Linked DNA regions of Mus musculus: all the other regions are linked to region 2. A link is a contact called in public HiChIP or PLAC-seq and promoter capture Hi-C data. All regions are on one chromosome and are shown on one strand. Each heading gives the region's core, a stretch centred on a gene start, on an enhancer-like site or on the middle of the called end of the contact. The rest is flanking DNA. Distances are from core to core; before and after follow the strand shown. Region 1 has its middle 14 kb from the start of Gm26165. Region 2 overlaps Banf2os (a long non-coding RNA gene). Region 3 overlaps Bfsp1 (beaded filament structural protein 1, in lens-CP94).

Region 1 (3,288 bases), core at 38-2,537, 150 kb after region 2:
TCTGGCTCAAAACCCACCAAATTATAAACAATAAAATGCCAATACCCAAGCTGTCTCCACTCCCACTGAGATATAGGTCTTTAAGGTTGGGAAGGATTGGAGGCCCTGATGCATGAGGGGCCTTAGGAACCTGAGACTGTGGTGAATATGAAATGTGGGTGGGGCTGACAGCAGGGAGTGTTGAGGACTTCCAGTTCCATTTGCTGAGTATAAGCCACTGAGCAGCAGGTGCCTGAAACCAGGACCGTTGCATTACGTCAAGCCCATCTGGACAGAGGTCAGATAGGGCTGAGTGGAATGGTCTGGCTATGTCACTCAATGCTAGGGGCTTTAGTTAGGAAAATATAAACAGCCTAGGATTTCAGTGTGCCTGGATCTGGCACTGGGAACATAGCTCAATGGTTGGGCATATAATCAACAAGCATAAGGTCCTGGCTTTCTAATCCCTAGTGAACACATGTATGCATGGTTATGCATGTGCACATGCCCACACACAGTGCACATGTGCCCCCAAATTAAGATGTAAACTAAGTTTTAAAAAATGAACTTGGGGCTGGTGAGATGGCTCAGTGGGTAAGAGCACCCGACTGCTCTTCCGAAGGTCAGGAGTTCAAATCCCAGCAACCACATGGTGGCTCACAACCATCCGTAACAAGATCTGACTCCCTCTTCTGGAGTGTCTGAGGACAGCTACAGTGTACTTGCATATAATCAATAAATAAATCTTTAAAAAAAAAATGAACTTTAAACTTCTGTTCCTCAACTGGTGGTGGCGGTGCACACCTTTAATCCCAGCACTCGGGAGGCAAAGGTAGGCGGATTTCGAGGCCAGCCTGTTCTACAAAGTTCCAGGACAACCAGGACTATACAGAGAAACCCTGTCTTGAAAAACCAAAAAACAAAACTTCCATTCCTCAATTGCACTAGCTACCTTTCAAGTCCTCAGCATAGAAGTGACAGACTCACCAAATAAAACATACATGATTCCCAGCAAAAATTCAATCTCAGATCAAAGAAACAGTATATCAAATACTACATGAGAAATGCTAAAGAAAAATCTGGCTATTACCTAAAAGTCAAGATTGACAGTGTTTTGTATTTTACCCAAACCCCAGCATTCCCTCTAACAGCAAGGGACTTTGCTATGGAGACCTCAAGATGACTTGAAGCTGGGACTTAGCAGGGGACAGGCCTTCCCCATCTGTGGTTGGCTCCTCACTGAACTGCAGCTGGGCTCCATGAGGAAGTAACCCTAAAACGTGGTTTCCTCTGCTCTATACTTGGGAGTTGTCACTCAGCACCACCCCTTCATGGCTGGCACTCATGTCCCTAGAACACAGCCAGATTGAATGGAGTCCTAGGCTAAGCTGAAATCAGACTCCAGCCAAGTTGTTAGTGATGATCTATGACCTCACTTCCCTTTTAGCTCAGCCCAACAAGGGCCCTTCCAAGTAGCAGGTGCCCCCAGCTCTCGTCCCTAACAAGTGACAGGCAGTCTCATTCCTCCTATTCTGGGATTCACTGCAAGCTAGCAGTCTTCCGCAGGACTCAAGGAACAGGCCACAGTCAGCTGCACCCGCTCTGCACACGGCCTATGTACACACACTCTCATTGGCTTCTTCCCTGTCTCTACAGGATACTTTTCAGGCATCTATTCTTGCCAGACTTTCTGCCCTGTCTCTCATATCCCAGTCAGAATCCTTATACAATCAACAAATCCAAGGAGCCCTGAGGCCCTGTGGTAACTGCAGCTGGATTCAGCTGGACACACACACACACACAAAGCTGTCTCCAGTAAAGCTCTAAATTGCTTTGCAGGACCCTCCCTGAAGCAGCGACAAGGCAGATAGTAAGTACGAACCGAACTAGCCGGGCAGTGGTGACACACACCTTTAATCCCAGCACTCGGGAGGCAGAGGCTGGTGGATTTGAGTTCGAGGCCAGCCTGGTCGACAGAGTTCCAGGACAGCCAGGGCTACACTGACCTGGCAGCAGTTTGCACTCGCTGCTTTGGGCTATCCATCAGGAGTACAATTATTCCCTCCTATGGTTTTGCAACATGAAGGAACCAGGACAAGGACCCACAAAGCCCCGGGCCATTTCTAATTCCATTCAAATGATAGGAGACAAGCTGCAGTCAACAGTCCTAACAAGTGGCCATCTGCCCAGTGTTAGCAAAACATGTCAGGTGGAAACCTCTCAAAGAGATGCCCTGTCCCATTAATCAGACAAACTACTGCTCATGGGCAAGAACTGATAAACAATCAGAACTATCCTTTGCACAAAAACTAAAAATTCAAACAGTACCCAACAAACTTTAAAGGTTTGAAAGTCGGCAGAAGAATCTGTTCAAAAGCGCGTCTGGGAAAGCCCAGGGCCCCCCCCCCCCCCCCCCCCGGTTCAGTATACCCAACCCACAGCTGGAAGAAATCCAACACCCTAAGTTGTTTGTTTTGACCTGTGTGTGACACACAGGGCCAGGCCCACTCAGTAATATTAAAATATAATTTCCTAGGCCCTTGGAAACATCCCGGGAGTACTCCATGGGGAAAAGGGCAGAGGCAGAGCTCACTGGCAGGTCACTGGCCTAGTGTGTAACAACACCCTGGGGTGTGATCCTCAGCCTTCTCAAGGCACCTTCTATTCCAAGAAAGCAGTTGGAAACCAGAAACTGGCCCCCAAAGGGAAAAGAAGCCTGGGGATATTTGACTGTTGTGCTGTTCCAGTCAAATATGCAATACAAAGATGTATCTCAGCTATCCAAATCTGCAGGAAACATTGGGCAGCCCAGACAGGCAGAGCCATGTATTGAGGTACACTAGGTAGAGGTGAGAATGTCCCTGAGGCTCATTTTCAGCTCTGCTTCTCAGACAGGTCACAAGTCGTGGCTTTGAGTATTATTACCTCCCAGCTGCTGGATGAGTTACAGAACACAAGGGCCTCAACCAGGAAGGCTCTTGACTAGGAACTAGGCTTCCTACTACTCTAATGGTACTAGAGATGATTAGGTCATTTTTCCTGCTGTTATGATTGACATCTTAGCTAAATGACCTGAACACTTTGCAGGCCAAGACCGCCCAGTTTTGAACTAGGCTCTGCCTGCTCTTTTTCCTCTGCTGAAAATACCTTTCAATGGATATCCCACCTTACAGAAGACCCAGTTATCTCAGTCTCCAACACAGTGAGACAGGGGAGACTAACACAGGACTCACAGGGTGGAACAAGATTCACAATTTTTAGTTTGCTACTCAACATCAGTCTGATCTGGAACTGGGATACAAGCTGCCT
Region 2 (3,554 bases), core at 640-3,139:
CCCCAGCATTGGCTAGGTTATAGGGAGTTCTCCTTACATATGTGTTATTCAAGATCAATGCTGAGCAGATTATCTGTCACACAGAATCTGGACCATCTCTTTGGTCAAAGTTTTCATTTTAGTATAACTGTAGAATAACATCCCCTGTTTAAAAAAAAATCATGCAAGATAGCTCTAAAACTTTTTGCTGTTTTTGCATGTGCACATGCACGCACATGGGCACACACACACACACACACGGGCACACACACACACACACACACACACACACGGGCACACACACACCCCATTTCCAAGCCACAAGGGCCTTAGTTGAAGTTGAACTCCCTCCCTTCCTTCCAAACCTGCTCCTTCCTTGATTCCTGCTACCCCACACATCTCAAAAATTTGTTCAAGATGGCCTGGCAGTTAAGGGCACATGCTGCTCTTTCAAAGGACTTAAGTTTGGTTTCCAGCATCGATGTGTAACAGCTCACATTCACATACAACTCCAGTTTTAGGGGAGCTTACCTTCCTCTGACCTCCTAAGACACCTAAACCACCTACACGCTCTCTCTTTCTCTCTCTCTCTCTCTCTCTCTCTCTCTCTCTCTCTCTCTCTCTCGCGCGCGCGCGCGCACACACACACACACAAGTAAACAATTTAAAGAAGAGGAAGAGGAAGAGGAGAATGTTGAGGATCGGTTCTAATACTTTGAATTAATCTGGCTCCCAAAATCTAGAATCTGAGTGTCCAAATGCTGAAAGTCCTTGTCCCCAATTGGTTTTTGATCAACCAATAAAGAGCCAACAGCCAATTGCTGGGCAGGTAGACTGACATGGGTCTTGGAGATTTGCATGGCCTAGGAACTGGGCAAAAGGAAGGAGAGGAGAATCACCAGGATTTGGAGGGAGACAGATTAGATTTAGAGCCGCAGAAGAAAAATCATCTGAAATGTAGGTGAGAAGGAATGTGGTTCCTGGAAGGGCTGCCCAGAAGCCTCTTAGGCAGCAAAGATTAGGGGGCTGCCCAGAAGGAGCCAGGGCAGCAAAGATAAAATATAGAATTAGAGGGTGTTAGGCCAGGAGTACTGGGAAGAAATGTGTGCTAGCCACAGGGAGGATTAGAACTGCCCAGCCTTTGAGCTAGTCAAAGCGAATCAAAAATTAGCTGGGTGTGTGTGTGTGTCTTTCATTTGTGAATCCGGCAAGCAAAGGAGACCAGCCAGGATCAAAGTGATTAGCTAAAATTACCACTACAGAAGGAGGAAGAGGAGCCACAAGGATGGTTCAGTTCCAAGCACCCATGTTAGGTGACTTCAGCTCCAGCCTGTACTCTAGCCCCAGGGAATCCAACACCTCTGGACTCTGGGCATTTGCCCATGAAAGCACATGTACCTGTGTACACACACACATGGCCTAATATCTTAGAGATTCATTCAACTTTCCTGTAACGATCATTCATTCCTCTGCCCCTCAGCGTGGATGTAGCACATTGGAGACCATCTGGACTGGTCCAGACTTACAGCCCTGACACCAAGAGCTGCAGTCAACATCTGACTGACACTCCTGCACAAATCTGTTTTCATATCTCTAGGCTAAATGTGTAGGAATGCACTCTCCAGTTGTGTCATAGTTTAGTTTTTAACAGAAACTTCCATGCCGTTTTGCAGAGTGGTTATACCACCATCCATCTATACATCCCACTAGCCACGGATGAGCTGTCCAGTTTCTCCCCAGTATCCTTGACGTTCCATTTCAGCCATCCTGAGAAGAGTGAAGATCTCTCATCATAGCTTTTATTTGCATTTCCCCAGAGGCTGAAGCCAGTGAGCCTCTTTTCATGTGCTTATTTGCCATCTGTAGACCCTCTTTGGTAAAATGTCTATTCATTTCTGAGCTTCCTCTTTTGAAAAGCGAAACTGCCCCAGTAAATCCGATATCTGTTTCCCTGCAAGTCTTCACATTTGCAGGAGCCACATCTACCAACAGGATGCCTGGTCAAGCATCATTGCCCCAGGGCTCAGGAGATGATTATGGCCCATCAGCAAGGATGGCCAAGATGCTGTGATGTTGTTAAGTAGGGCAGGAGATGGGATTCATTTGTTTTCTCTCTTAATTGCTATCACTGTGTTTGTGGTTGTGATGAAAACACAAACAATTTAAAGGGTGAAGTGATTAAGTTAGATTCATGACTTTAAAGGTGTCAGCTCATCCTTGCAGAGAGGGTGTGGAGGCATAGAGGAGTTCACGTGATGGTGACAAGAAAGCATAGAAAAAGAAGGAAATGGGAAGAAGCCAGGATACAGCCCAAGGACACCCTCCAGAGGCCTGTTCAGCTCTCCCCTGGCTTCTGCCTTCACTACCCTCAATAATGCCATGGTGTTATGAATCCATCAAGGGATTAAACCACCACATCAGGGCCCTCCAGGTCTAAGGTAAAGAGGAGAAACACCTTCACAGACATGCCCAGAGGTTTGCTTCATTATCCTGTGGATCCATAACCCAGTCGAGTTGACAATCAAAACCAGCACTGCCCCACCCCTTTTCCAATGGGTAGGCAGAGGCCTCTTAACCCAGCTTATAGGACCCCGAATCTCCAAGATCTTCCCCAGACTTCCTTTCCTACAACCTGTCTCAAAGTCACAAAATAAAGACTTCACTGTGATGCGCATAAGTTTTTAGTATTAATTAAAACTCTATATGTATATATGTCAATAATACAGTTAGCACTCGCCTGGACCAGAAAGGGAAGAAGTTGAAAGGAAATATTTAAGAGATATCACAGATTAGTGTGAGAAGGAAAGGGGCTAGCCTGGGTCTCAGGCAGCTGGTGTCTGTGGCCCGCACTGTCACTACTCTCTCAGATCTTGCTCTCTGTGACATCAACTACAATTTGTACAATGTAGGAGACATTGGACTCACCCACCCAGAAAGGGTGGAGCTGTTACTGGGCTCCAGTATGTCGTCTTAGGACAAGGCAATGATCTGCTGAGTTGCAGCCTAGGTCCAAGGCACCATATTGGGCAGTTCATGAACATCAAGGTAGCAGAAGTGGACAAGCTATGCAGATACAGTCTTTGATGGTCCCTCTAAGTTTATTGGTGACTTGGAGGGTTTCAATGAGGTCATCAAGGATACACAAAGTTCATTCTTCCTTTGTTCATGACACAGTCCCAAGGTTGGAAAGTTTTAGCTTGACTTCAGCCCAAATCTCCCCTATCACCCTGCCCTATAACCTTCCTCCTGGCTTCAGACTCCTGCTGACCTCACTGGCGGTTGATGGTAACACTTGTGAATATAACTAATACTCCCCTGAAACAATACAGGTCTTCTTCTCACTTTGAAGACCAGGATGTGTGTGTGTGTGTGTGTGTGTGTGTGTGTGTGTGTGTGTGTACGTACACAGGCATGCCTTCTGCATGTTAATTCAGAAATGCTAAATCTCTTACAGTCCTGTAGCCTTGCTGCCTCTGAGTCCTTTGCGTTAGTCATGAAGATATTAAAAAGGCAGGGAAGAAAATGAAGAAGACACACCCTTTTCCCCCAACCACTTCATTTCTATTCACATTCCA
Region 3 (3,353 bases), core at 139-2,638, 250 kb before region 2:
TCTGTCATTCCTTGTCCGCCTGGAAGAAATTAATCCCCAGGGGACTTGGGCACCTGTGTTTGGCTGACTTGAAGGAGAGGCCCCCAGCTCCAATCTCGGGCTCTGTTCTTAGAGGCATGGATCTAATGCCTGTGGAGCCGCCTGGAGGACTTGTTACGACAGGAGTTGCCAGGCCACAGCTGGTCTGGATGTACCCGTGAATCTGCACTTCTGACAAGTTCCCAGATGCTGCTGATGCTGCTGGGCCAGGGAACTTACCCTGAAGGTCCTAACCGGGAGACATTCTGGAAGCATCGAAAACCTTAACCAGCACCACAAAGTAAGTTATTTAAATTAATTAAATTAATCCTAATCACATAAGCCAAGGAGGAGGAGAAGGAGGAGGGGGAGGGGGAGGGGGAGGGGGAGGAGGAGGAGGAGGAAGAGGAGGAGGAGGAGGAGGAAGAAGAAGAAGAAGAAGAAGAAGAAGAAGAAGAAGAAGAAGAAGAAGAAGAAGAAGAAGAAGCAGAAGCAGAAGCAGCAGCAGCAGCTAAGAGGAGAAGTTGGAGGCAGAGGGTTAGACCCAGGACTTTACACACAGCGCTGGCGTGGAATAGCCTTGGGCCAAGGAATGCACAACCTCTTTGACTAAACAGGGTCCTCCCCACTATAGCCTGTCGGAATTGACTTGTACCAACCACACACCCGACACTGTGAGCAAGTTCTCCCATAAGATCCTCCAGCAGGGGCCCAGGTGGACTACACACACACACACACACACACTTTATGCCACCCTGGGAGACCCAGAACAGAGAGACCAACCTGCTTGCCCCACTCCCTGACTTACAGAACAGTGTGAAAATGAGAAAATACGCAGGAGCCACGTCACATACATGGGCTGTGACAACCCGTGAAGGTGGCACACCTGAGGTTCATTAGACCAATTTTTGTTATTTTGTTAGACCAATTTTGTTATGTTCAGTATTTTGTTACTGAACAGTCACCTCTCTGGATCCTAAGAGTCCCAATCAACCAATTATGCCTCTGCTGAAAAATATATATATATGTGTGTGTGTGTGTGTGTGTGTGTGTGTGTGTGTGTGTGTATAACCATGTTTGTCATCATTTCCTAAATAATAAAAAATAAAACTACTTATACCCACTCACACTATCCTGGATGTTATAAGTTGTTGGGGTTGAGTTCAAGGCTATGGGAGAACTTCATAGTTCACATACAAGCACTAAGCACTTTGGAGTCTTGAGCAAGTGTGATTTTCAGTACCTGTGGGGTTGTGAAGACTAATCCCCCTTGGATACTGACAAGCGACTGTACATGCCCTGCAGAGCATCATGGACGTGCACTGGTCCACTTGACCACAGTGTGGAAGCACTGTGCTTTCTGTAGAGGCCATGCTTCCTGTTTGCATTTTGCCTTCGTGCATAGCAGTGGTGTGGCAGCAAGCCATGACTGTATCAGCCAGGACACACCCTACACTCGACAGGGTGCTGTGCTGTAAGGTTGGGGTGTGTAATAGATAAGTGGGCCATATAAAAGCCATGTGCACCTCAGGTTACTTCAGCTTGCTGCAGATTCATCCAGACATGACCCCTCGAGTCAAGGACACTGGATAACATATGGATAACTATCTTTATAGAATTGGCTTGCTTTGAATAATTTTTTTTGCCTTCAACAACATTTTATGAGAAAGGATCCACAAACTTCACCAGACTAATAAAATCTAGGGACAGGGAAGGGAACCTAGAGGAGAAAGTGAGACCCTACCTTAGACACAGAGATAAACTGCTAAGTCTCAGTAGTGTCAGAGGCTGAGAACAGGACCTGACCCAACAGTTATACCTCATGTACTCAGAAACCAGGCCAAGCCTGTTGTTTCCCACCCAATGAACTATAACTAAGAGTTTGAAAAACATGGGTTTCCAGGACCATAACAGGCCTGCACCTGCTTCCTCAGTCCCATGCACACATGCACAATACACACATCCCACATGCAGGCACATGTACCCTACATCAATAGATCACACACTTCCTATACATATCATGGTTTTATAGCCATCAAAAATATGTGTGCACACAAAGAAAGACAAACAGTCTCCCCCCTCCCCCCCCCCCGCAGAACTAAAATTTTCCATGTGAGGCTAGGGCCTTGATCTTTTTAGTATCTAGGGCTGTGTTTTTCAACTTTGTCACCCAGACCACAGGAAGTGACATAGTTCACACCATAGGCCACATCATATGTGTGCATTTGAGCAAATACATGTGTAGTCAAAAATATACAGATACATTTAAGACAAAAGTTTTCCAGGATAAACTTTGTATACTTCTCACTGCCATGCATTCTGTTACTTCTTATTCCCAGCGCCATTGTGTTGCTTTCTTCTAATTTTTTATAAAGACTTATGTATTTACTGTACGTATATGAACACACTGTCACTATCTTCAGACACACCAGAAGAGGGCATCAGATCCCACTACCGATGGTTGTGAGCCACCATGTGGTTGCTGGGAATTGAACTCAGGACCTCTGGAAAAGCAGCCAGTGCTCTTAACCCCTGAGCCATCTCTCCAGCCTGCTTTCTTCCTTTTTTGTACCAGTCAATTCTACTGAATTCATTTTACACCTGGTGAATTTCAAGGAACAATTTGAAAACCACAGTCTCCAGAACCGGGACTGGGCCTACACCCACTTCCTCAGTCACATGTAAAACACTTACACCATACACACATCCCACGTGCATGCACATATGCCCTACACAGATAGATGAATAAGTCATACTTCATATGAACATCACACGCCACACATATACCTGACATTACACACCCCACATATACACATGTATATACACATACATGCACACATGCAGAGCCCACGCACCCTTCACATTACACATGCATGCAATATACATATCATACACACTTTACAATATACTCTACATACATACACAGCAAATACACTCAAATCACCTCATATACTCACACACTACCCACAGACCTTATATACACATATACGACATACACCACACACACTATATACATATCACACACACACACCACATTCTCTACATAAACATTTCTCCATCTCTCCCTTCTCCACTCCCCTCCCTCCCTCAAAAGAAACCACGGTCACTGAGAAGTATCTAGTCCCTGAGGCATGGTTATGTCCTGGGAAGAAGGCATTTTTAAGGCCTGACTCAATTTCTCTCCTGTGATCTTTCACTCAGGGGGCAACCACTGTTCCTTGTTGCCCCCTTGTTGTAGCATTGTCTTCTGGGACTGCTGCACAGTGAGAGCTTTATGAGGGGCCCAGTGGGGATGGAAAACAGGATGTCAGAAATGGTGATTAAATGAGAATCCA

The links. Promoter capture Hi-C pulls out the DNA fragments that hold promoters and counts their contacts. HiChIP or PLAC-seq counts read pairs in DNA pulled down with a chosen protein or histone mark.
Region 1: a promoter capture Hi-C map of pre-B cells shows a contact between it and region 2, with 2.5 times the contacts expected there. The contact joins two enhancer-like sites. A contact is called at or near these places in 1 of 39 promoter capture datasets (pre-B cells), 1 of 115 datasets of contacts at active chromatin or transcription factors (embryonic stem cells) and 2 of 9 other capture datasets (adipose tissue and liver).
Region 3: an H3K27ac HiChIP or PLAC-seq map of large pre-B cells shows a contact between it and region 2, with 2.6 times the contacts expected there. The contact joins two enhancer-like sites. A contact is called at or near these places in 3 of 484 Hi-C or Micro-C datasets (B cells, the G1E-ER4 cell line and germinal center B cells) and 1 of 115 datasets of contacts at active chromatin or transcription factors (large pre-B cells).

The regions. Positions count from the first base shown.
Region 1 is chr2:144,246,219-144,249,506 of GRCm38.p6, forward strand. No RefSeq gene overlaps it. Among named protein-coding and RNA genes, the nearest start is that of Gm26165, 14 kb to the right of the region's middle. Within about 2 kb of position 1,288, at least 129 of the 459 cell types and tissues checked have an H3K27ac peak or open chromatin away from gene starts, as enhancers often do. A contact at or near this core is called in pre-B cells, where this site is marked.
Region 2 is chr2:144,091,107-144,094,660 of GRCm38.p6, forward strand. All of the region lies in intron 2 of Banf2os (a long non-coding RNA gene), which reads right to left. Among named protein-coding and RNA genes, the nearest start is that of Banf2, 60 kb to the left of the region's middle. Within about 2 kb of position 1,890, at least 14 of the 459 cell types and tissues checked have an H3K27ac peak or open chromatin away from gene starts, as enhancers often do. A contact at or near this core is called in pre-B cells, where this site is marked.
Region 3 is chr2:143,837,468-143,840,820 of GRCm38.p6, forward strand. All of the region lies in intron 5 of Bfsp1 (beaded filament structural protein 1, in lens-CP94), which reads right to left. Among named protein-coding and RNA genes, the nearest start is that of Bfsp1, 24 kb to the right of the region's middle. Within about 2 kb of position 1,389, at least 92 of the 459 cell types and tissues checked have an H3K27ac peak or open chromatin away from gene starts, as enhancers often do.